2 separate regions of the Hordeum vulgare genome follow, and region 1 is linked to region 2. Evidence: chromatin contacts called from public Hi-C data. All regions are on one chromosome and are shown on one strand. Each heading gives the region's core, a stretch centred on a gene start, on an enhancer-like site or on the middle of the called end of the contact. The rest is flanking DNA. Distances are from core to core; before and after follow the strand shown.

The links. Hi-C and Micro-C count contacts between places; a contact is called where the count stands out from the background.
Region 1: a Hi-C map of leaf shows a contact between it and region 2, with 5 times the contacts expected there. The contact joins the enhancer-like site here to the promoter of LOC123446515 in region 2. A contact is called at or near these places in 3 of 6 Hi-C or Micro-C datasets (leaf and seedling).

Annotation. Positions count from the first base shown.
Region 1 is chr4H:403,501,501-403,506,022 of MorexV3_pseudomolecules_assembly, forward strand. No RefSeq gene overlaps it. Among protein-coding and RNA genes, the nearest start is that of LOC123446515, 94 kb to the left of the region's middle. Within about 2 kb of position 2,366, at least 3 of the 3 cell types and tissues checked have open chromatin away from gene starts, as enhancers often do. A contact at or near this core is called in leaf and seedling, where this site is marked.
Region 2 is chr4H:403,408,519-403,412,940 of MorexV3_pseudomolecules_assembly, forward strand. It overlaps LOC123446515 (NAC domain-containing protein 1-like), which reads left to right and starts at 1,695. Exons shown (of 3, transcript XM_045123089.1): 1 at 1,695-2,075; 2 at 2,243-2,550; 3 at 3,051-4,049. The coding sequence starts at 1,910. The coding sequence ends at 3,644.

The sequences.
Region 1 (4,522 bases), core at 1,116-3,615, 94 kb after region 2:
CGTCAAACATAACCACACCTTGTCCTCTTCCGGATGCAGAACTCGCGAGAAGAGACAGTCACGGTTACGCACACAGTTGGCATATTTTAATTAAGTTTACTTCAAGTTATCTAGAAACGGATGTTAAACAAAGTTTCCCAGTTTTCCACATAACTGTGGGCTCGGATTTCCGAAAGATTTAACCCTGCAGGGGTGCTCCAACTAGTCCATCACAAACTTCCACACGCTGCGTTGGAAACCTCGACCGCGGGAAAACCCGTGATCTCCTCGGATTCCTGGTGGAAAACCTAACCCTCAAGATAGCCCAAAGTATCCTGAGAATCCCTCGCACAAGATGTCCAAGAAAAGTAAAACAAATTCAGCAAGGTCGCCCACGTGTCAACGATCCCAATAGGAGCCACGTATCTCGTTCTCAGGACACGACGGATGAGTCACACTATGAGTAAAACCAAACCTCGAGTTTCCCGTGGTGGCCCCGCGGTATGCCTGTCTGGGACCAACACCATCAGCACTAGCCCCTCTATATTGTATTGAATTAATCCACGGGTAGCGCTGACTTCCTATGTGTTACTAACGGTGTTCAGTATTATTATGTTGGGCAAATATAGGACCAATGTTGGGCCTTGCCGAAAGAGTTTTATCCCAAAACTAAAATCAAGGGGGTCCCCATAATAATCCCAAGCATGTTAGGAGCGCTCATTTATAGAACATAACACCGGTAGCCGAAACTAAAGCGGAAAAGACGGAACAAAACACCCAGCCAAAAGGCTAAGCCTTCCGTCTTTTACCAGGTATATAGGTGCATTAAATTAAATAACGATAATATGATGATATAACAAGAACCCATGTTTTCACATGGAATCAACTGCACCTGCAACTAGCAACGCTATAATAAGGTTGATCAAGCGGTAAGCCAAATTGTGGTTTGCCGGGTTGTGGAACGGTTAGAGGCTTTTCATGGCAATGTTGGGAAGCTGACATTTAAGTGGTAAGCAGCGAGACATAGCGAAAGAAATGAGACAACTAGCATGGCAATGATAGTAATGGTGTCTAGGGAAATGGTCATCTTGCCTATGATCCCGCTTGGAAGAAGAACGAATCCGTGAAGCAGACGAACCAACATAGTCGTACGGGTCCTCACACTCCGAAGCGGTTCGGAAGTCTATCGAGAAGAAACAATCCATAACAACAATCAACACTCAATAACACCACACATATTCATGACAAGATGCACAATCAAATATGATGCATGTCTGGTTTAATTATGCAAGGCATGGCTCATCACAACAACTGAATACTACACATTAAGTGAAGCTCAATATGCAACGAGTTGCATATTGACGAAACTTCATATTTGAATTACTTAGTTCACTCTCGTTTAGGTACACGACAATGTTTAATGTTGTTAAACATGGCAAGAGGTGAAGCATAAATAAACTACACTATCCAGGGATTTTAAATGAGGTCTGCAACAACATATAGTATTTCCGAAATGACCCCATGTGTTAATTTCGAAATTGGTCCACATATGAACTACACATGTTTTATATGTACTAAACAGCAAAATAAAGTGGACCGTGTGAATCTACACGTCATTCTAGTCAATTTACACACACACACACACACACACACATATATATATATATCATCTAAAACGAAGCTACAATCTAAAAGATATGAGCAACACAAGATGACATGGCATGAATGTAAAATGCATGCAAATGACAGACACAACATGTTAAAACATGGATGCAACATGACATTATGAATCTACATGAAATTCTACGCAAGTTCAAATGAGGCCATACCAACGAATAACAATTTCATAAAGTCCCCATATGTAATTTTGAATTTGCTACATATATCCCTAAAACACAATTTTAGAGTTGTTAAATAGCAAAATAAATGCTATCATGTTATTCTACACATGTTTCTAGCCAAGTTACATATGTGAAACATTTTAGTCGGAGCTACGGTTAATTAGTTATGACATGAACCATTTCTAACATGGCATTTAAGAAATTTAATTAAACATCAAGTTTAGGCATTTTAAACACATGTGAGAGTTGGATATTGTGAAACTACACAAAATTTTAAGTTGTTTACATATCTAATTTATTTTCATCCGATGCATGGTTAATTAACTATGAGATTTTAAAAATATGTATTTTTATATAATTAATAATGCACTAGATAGTTGCTAAATTTGTCCGCAGAAAATAAGTAGCACATGAGCCGAATCTGCAGCTAGTGGGCTAACACGTATGGGTGCTGGATAACTGCATAGTGCCTGAGGTGCAATATAACAGAGTGGGCTGGAGCTCACCACTAGGCCTAACAGGCTGGCGGGCGAGCAGGGCTCGAGGGGAGGAGCGCGTGGGCCTTGGCGACGGTGGCGGCGGGGCAAACCAGCCAGAGGGCGACAAGAGGGTGGAGGCCGACGGGGCTTCGGTGGATTTGGACACCGATGGGTCAGGGTCGGCCGGATCCGACGGAGGCTGGTGGTCTGGTGGCCTCCATCGGAAAGGACCGGCGACACGGGGCGCACGGGACTCGGCAACAGGGCTCCGGTGACTCTGGCTAGGGCCGACTGGCGGTGATGGCGGAGATCCCCCCGGTGGCCAGCCGGAGTGTACGGCGGGGTGGAGGTGCGGGGAGAGCTCAGGCACGAGCTCTCAAGAGGCTATAGCTAGCGAGGCAGGGTGCGGGGCTGCTCGCGAGCGGGTTCGCAAGAGGCGGGGCGGTTCGATCCAGGCCCGGGCGGGCCGGATGTGGGCTGTGTAGGCGTGGCACGGTGGAGGCACCAGGTGGGCAACGGGGTTGCACGAGAGAGGGGGCAACGGGGTTGCAGGAGAGAGGTAGGAGGTGGCTGGCAGCGGTGCGGATTCTGAGGTGGATTAGGCCAATTCCAACGCGCGGCCTTATCATGTCCACTCGCATCCGTTTGGGGTAAAATGAACACATCAGGCGGCCTAGCGTGCGGGCGCAAATGGACGTTTGTCCGTTTTCTGTCCGCTTTTGGCCCATTCACGACCCAAACTTGGTCCGATTTTGAGGTGAAATGGACAGCGCGCGAACGCCGCGCTGAGGGTGAGACGCGTGCGTTTGTCCTCCCATGGCCCTCCCATTGGCGGCACAAAGCAGCACGACCTTCCCTTCCCCATGCCCCATTCCATTTCATTTCCCCCCAAAACCCTCCCACGCCCCGCCCTCCCCTCCGCCCGCCATCTCCCGCCATGGCCTATCCCCCACCGAATTCCGATGACCCGACCGTCGTCCCGGCCACCAAGGCGAAGAAGGAGAAGGCGCCCAAGGGTACGAAGAAGTCGCGGTCAGAACTCACGCCGAAGGAGATCGCAAAGCTGGACGCGGAATCGGCCAAGAGGTGGAACCGACGGGCGAAGACGAAGAGGAAGGACGCAGCGACCGCGTACGCCATCGAGCGCGCTGTGTTGGAGGCCGCGTGGCAGAAGGCCGATGCTCAAGAGAAGGAGGCCATCGTCAGCAAAGCGCACGCCCTCCTCATGATGGGGTTGTGTCGTCCGATGAGCTTCCCGGTTGCGCCCGTCGGGCCGGCGAGAACAGGCTCGTCGGTCGTCCAGCCTCCGGAGTGCCCCTCCCCGATATCGTTGACCATGCCATTGTTGCCCGGTTTCCCTCCACTCGATGTGTTGCCAGTGAAAAAACTATTCTTTTTTGGAGGCCGGCTATGTTGCCGGCCGCTGGCTCTGTTGCCAGCGTGATCTAGGACCGCTTGCATGAACTATGGGTCGTGGCTATTCGAATGCTTGTGTTTGAAGATGCGCCCAAGGATGCGCCCGCGCGTTGGGCGCACGGCCACCACATGCGAGAAATGGCCCAGACACGACCCCATCGCCCGCCCCAAACAGACAGAATCCGGGAAAAATGGACGTCCGCATGGGGTCGCGCGCTGGAGTTGGCCTTAGGGTAGCGCCCAAATAGGCAGGGTAGGTCTCCTTAAATAGGAAATAGGGTCTAGGTTTAGTGGAAATTGCCCATTTTTGGACCGTTTGGTCTCAATCGGACGGCCCGGAAGCGAAGGCAAGGCTAGATGGGTTAGTGGTTTGTATAGGGGGTGTTGGGCTGAGATGAGTGGGCGGTTTGCGGCCCGGCATGGAGTTAATAAAACTGAAATACGTTCGACGAATAAACCGATGATGGTGCCGCTACGGTCGACCATTCGGGTATCAAACGGACTTCGTTGCGATGAAATTTGGTAGACGGCCTACGTACTTTAAAATAAGACCACACGCCAACTTTGAACCCAATCTGAGAAAGTTTTATACACACTTTTAAAAACGATATTGAAATGATGCCGCACGTGCATGTGTGTGTGGTTGGTCTCGAAATGGTCAACGACAAAAACGGAGAGAACCGGCAACTAATAATGTACGCAAGTTTTGAAAAATGACGGCAACGGAGTGCCAACGCAATGCGGATGATGCGAATGATTCAATGATGAATGCGAGAGCCGAAATAATCACACGATGACAATGGAATA
Region 2 (4,422 bases), core at 445-2,944:
ACGTTGATAGCTACCACATTACCAGCTTTGTCTACCTTTACAAGGGGCATGTGGACTTTCATCATAGGCAACTATCTTTGGAGGCAAGGCCCGTAAACTAGCTCCCCGTAGATCTCATATGCACAATTTTGATCCTCGTTTTCTATTAATAAAGCTTAGTAGGCGGGACATAGGGATTTCCGCATCCGCGGCTTGGTCCTATGTAAAACCACCGTGTCACCTTCGTCGCTGCTGAGGTTCCTTTGGGCATCACCCTGCCCTCTACCCTCTTCGTGACCTCCAGCAGATCATAAGATGTGTGGTGCATTAATCGTTGGCATAGATCCTACTGAAATAAGGAAATGTATTCAAATTTGGTTTCTTGCGATTTATGATTTATCTGCACTCGAGCTCACAATAGGGTCTTCATGAAAATTCCATACTCGGCTAAGGATACATCACATGTCTCGTGCATATATGTTTTTCATATGAATACATATATATTCACCGACACTTATATACCGTAGCTGGGCCAACATGGCCACATGGTGCGAACGTGGACCTGACTTGTCCACCTAGTCACCCTTCATGTCATCCTCCCACATGGACTGGTTTGGTCAGTTTTTGGGGAAAACGATAAAATTGGGTAAAAACCATCAAGGGATGACAACTAAGGAGTACGCTATGACAGGATTTTTAGATAGGGCAAACATGATCACATTGGAGTTATTCCTGAGTAAAGGAAGGATTTACTCAAAAATGACAAGCAATTGAACTCACGCCTAGATTAATTTCTTACTGGAGACCGGCTTTTCATTTCCTAGCACAGATTTAATCACGTGTGCACTCTAAAGTTCAAAGCTACTTCCCCCACCGTTTTGAAGGGGGAAAAAAGATGGTATTTGCCTTGCTAGAAAAGAAAAGTTCAAAATTAGCTGTTCAGCATAATGGGTCCACCGCATGAAAATCATACTAGGTAATATGCACGAGAATAGTACCAAGCATATAATTCATATACTCGTACAAGACAAAGCTAATACAGGTTGAAGCTGCATATGGTACCCCTAGAATTTATTTATTTTGCCAGACTAACCTACTACGGGGTCCAATTTCCTGTCTGTAGCATATGCCCGTCTTATAGCCACAAAAGGCCCAAACAAACAAATCTTACCGTCACAACCTGTTTCCGCGCCATCTCACTGTGTCGACCTAAATCTGGCTTTGCTACTAGACCCGCGAGTTTCTCAACATAGTGCAGACCTTCCTTTTTCTTCTGCCCCTGCTAAACTAGCTGAAGGTGCCTATATGTTAGTCTCTACTCCCTGACTCATGCAGACCCAAGCAAAAAAAAAGAATAACAGAGATTCCTACTGATTATACGATCCGGATTTATTTATTTTTGGCTGAATTATATGAATATAATCCGTGTTAGTATTACTCTGTAACAGCGGTGTGGGATTCCGTTGTGTCGGGTGGATCGGGCGAGAGATTCGGCCCAAATCCATCGTCGGCCGGCCGGCAACACGTGCGTGCGCCAGCAAGTTTCAGCGGCCGACGTCACGGCGGCCCATGCCCAATCCCGGGCGCCATCACGCCGGACGTGAGGAATAACGAATCAACGATAGCCACACACACACACACCGTTGCCGAAACCACAGAGAAGGCCTCCTCTCCTCGCCGGGCCATGGCCAAGCGTCACGCACACAACACAAGAGGACAAAAATCCGCAACCATATAAGCGGCCCCTCTCCTCTCGTCTCCAAAAGTTCGAGCCCCTCATTTCCCATAGCTACAAGCTTTTCTAGCTAATTCATCTGTCGCTAGCTTCCTCTCTAGCTACCAGATCTTCTTCCAAGACTGGTTAGCACTCCAAGCTCTAGCTAGCCAGCTAGGGTTTTCGTCCTCGAGCGTTGCGTGGCGTGGCGTGGCGATGATCATGTCCGACCCGGCCATGCTGCCGCCGGGCTTCCGGTTCCACCCGACGGACGAGGAGCTCATCCTGCACTACCTCCGCAACCGCGCCGCCCAATCGCCGTGCCCCGTCTCCATCATCGCCGACGTAGATATCTACAAGTTCGACCCCTGGGCCCTGCCATGTTAGTACCCACCTGCCCTGCCGCCTCCCCTCTGCACCAAGCATGCATATATATCATGATTCATTCATGCTGATGATGATCGACTGCTTCCCACTTGCGCTACCTTAATTCGGATCTCAGTTAATAATCGTCCGTTATTTTTGTTGGGGCCTGTTAATTGATTGCAGCCAAGGCTAGCTACGGGGACAGGGAGTGGTACTTCTTCACGCCGAGGGACCGTAAGTACCCCAACGGTGTCCGGCCGAACCGTGCTGCGGGTTCCGGCTACTGGAAGGCCACCGGCACCGACAAGCCCATCCGCTGCAGCGCCACCGGCGAGAGCGTCGGCGTCAAGAAGGCCCTCGTCTTCTATAAGGGCCGCCCGCCAAAGGGCATCAAGACCAACTGGATCATGCACGAATACCGCCTCGCCGCCGCCGACGCGCACGCCGCCAACACCTACCGCCCCATGAAGTTCCGCAACGCCTCCATGAGGGTAAGTCGTTACCACGTACGTGCGCGCTACAGCTACAGCAACCAAACATACGAACAAATTAAATCGTCAACGGAACTGAGCACCCAAAACCCTAGAGTATAGAGCTACATAGATCTTACTATATGTCAAATTAATTGGTGCCATGGCAGTCGCATGCGTGGCACCGGACGATAGCTAGGCACGCACCTGCCCGCGCACTTGCCCTGCGATTTTTCCGGGAGGGTGTATGGGTTCGTGTCGTCGGCACGTCAGTTTTACCAAAATGGAATCGGGTTGTGCAGTGCCTTATGAATGGACGCAAGAGCTGCTTTAATGTGCGTGTCTCGTTTAAAGAAATGTTCTTTAGGCATACTTGGCATGGTTGCGCCAAGTCAATAGATACGACAATGATAGGCCTGATGCATACGCGTGTTAATGACTGATTCATCTTTCGCCTGGTTGATTGCAAGCTTTATTCACTTATTATTTCTAATACTCCATGTTGGCGTATATGTATGCAGCTGGATGACTGGGTGTTGTGCCGGATCTACAAGAAGACCAGCCAAGTGTCCCCGATGGCGGTGCCGCCGCTGTCCGACCACGAGCTTGACGAGCCTTCCGGCGCTGGCGCCTACCCCATGTCTAGCGCCGGCATGACCATGCAAGGCGGCGCCGGCGGCTACACACTGCAGGCCGCGGTGCCCGGCACACAGAGGATGCCGAAGATCCCGTCCATTTCAGAGTTGCTCAACGACTACTCGCTAGCGCAGCTCTTCGACGACAGCGGACACGCGCTCATGGCACGGCACGATCAACACGCCGCCCTCTTCGGCCACCCCATCATGAGCCAATTCCATGTGAACAGCAGCGGCAACAACATGTCGCAGCTTGGGCAGATGGATTCACCAGCCTCAACGTCGGTGGCACGCGATGGTGCGGCCGGGAAGCGCAAGAGGCTGTCGGAGGAGGACGGTGAACATAATGGGTCGACGAGCCAGCCAGCGGCGGCCGTGACGAACAAGAAGCCCAACAGTTCTTGCTTCGGTGCAACAACGTTCCAAGTCGGCAACAACACCTTGCAGGGGTCACTGGGCCAGCCGCTGCTCCATTTCTAACATGGGGATCGGATGAACTGACGGTGGATACACACGATACTACTTCTACTCCATCAGTCTGAATTATATACGGCCAAGTGGTGACTTGAAAAACAATTATTGGGGCCTATTGCACAAGATAGGTCCAAATTAGACAAATTATTGGTCAAAAATATATAGGGAAAGGGATTGTACTTCAGGTGTGTCGAACGACTAGCTAGGTCCATCGATCATACTTCTAGTTGATTTGGTTTGTAGTGTGTACACAATATTTTTGTCTCCTATGCATGCAGTACAACCATGTACTTCAAGAGCTTACCACCGTGCTATAGGAAGGGCTGAATAAGACTGAGATCGATGAACTTTGCTTTACGCCCATGTAAAACAGCGAAAAAAGATTCATTAATGGAACCATTCATTTCATTATATCATCATGTTTTACTATTCGTACTCCATGAGGATAAGTGTTGCAGCCCATACACTAAAAGATGATGGAATCCAAGAAGAAGAAAAAGAAAAGAAAGGGACGAGAAAAAATCACAAATACGAAACCGTGCTCCAAGAACATAATTAGTACATTCAGAAGAAGGGGAAATACCCAGAAAAACACATAAAGGACGGATGAAAGAAGAATTTGGAACCCGGGCATTTAATAATTGGCCAAAAGTAGGAAAGTTGTGGATGGCGTTTAGCTTTCAGTTCAGGTAGCGGATGGGTGACAGCCTTTTCATCCGGCTGAAGTTTTCTTCAGATTGGCCAAGAGGCTTTTTGTCCATGTAGAATCTTGTCCGGCCACCAA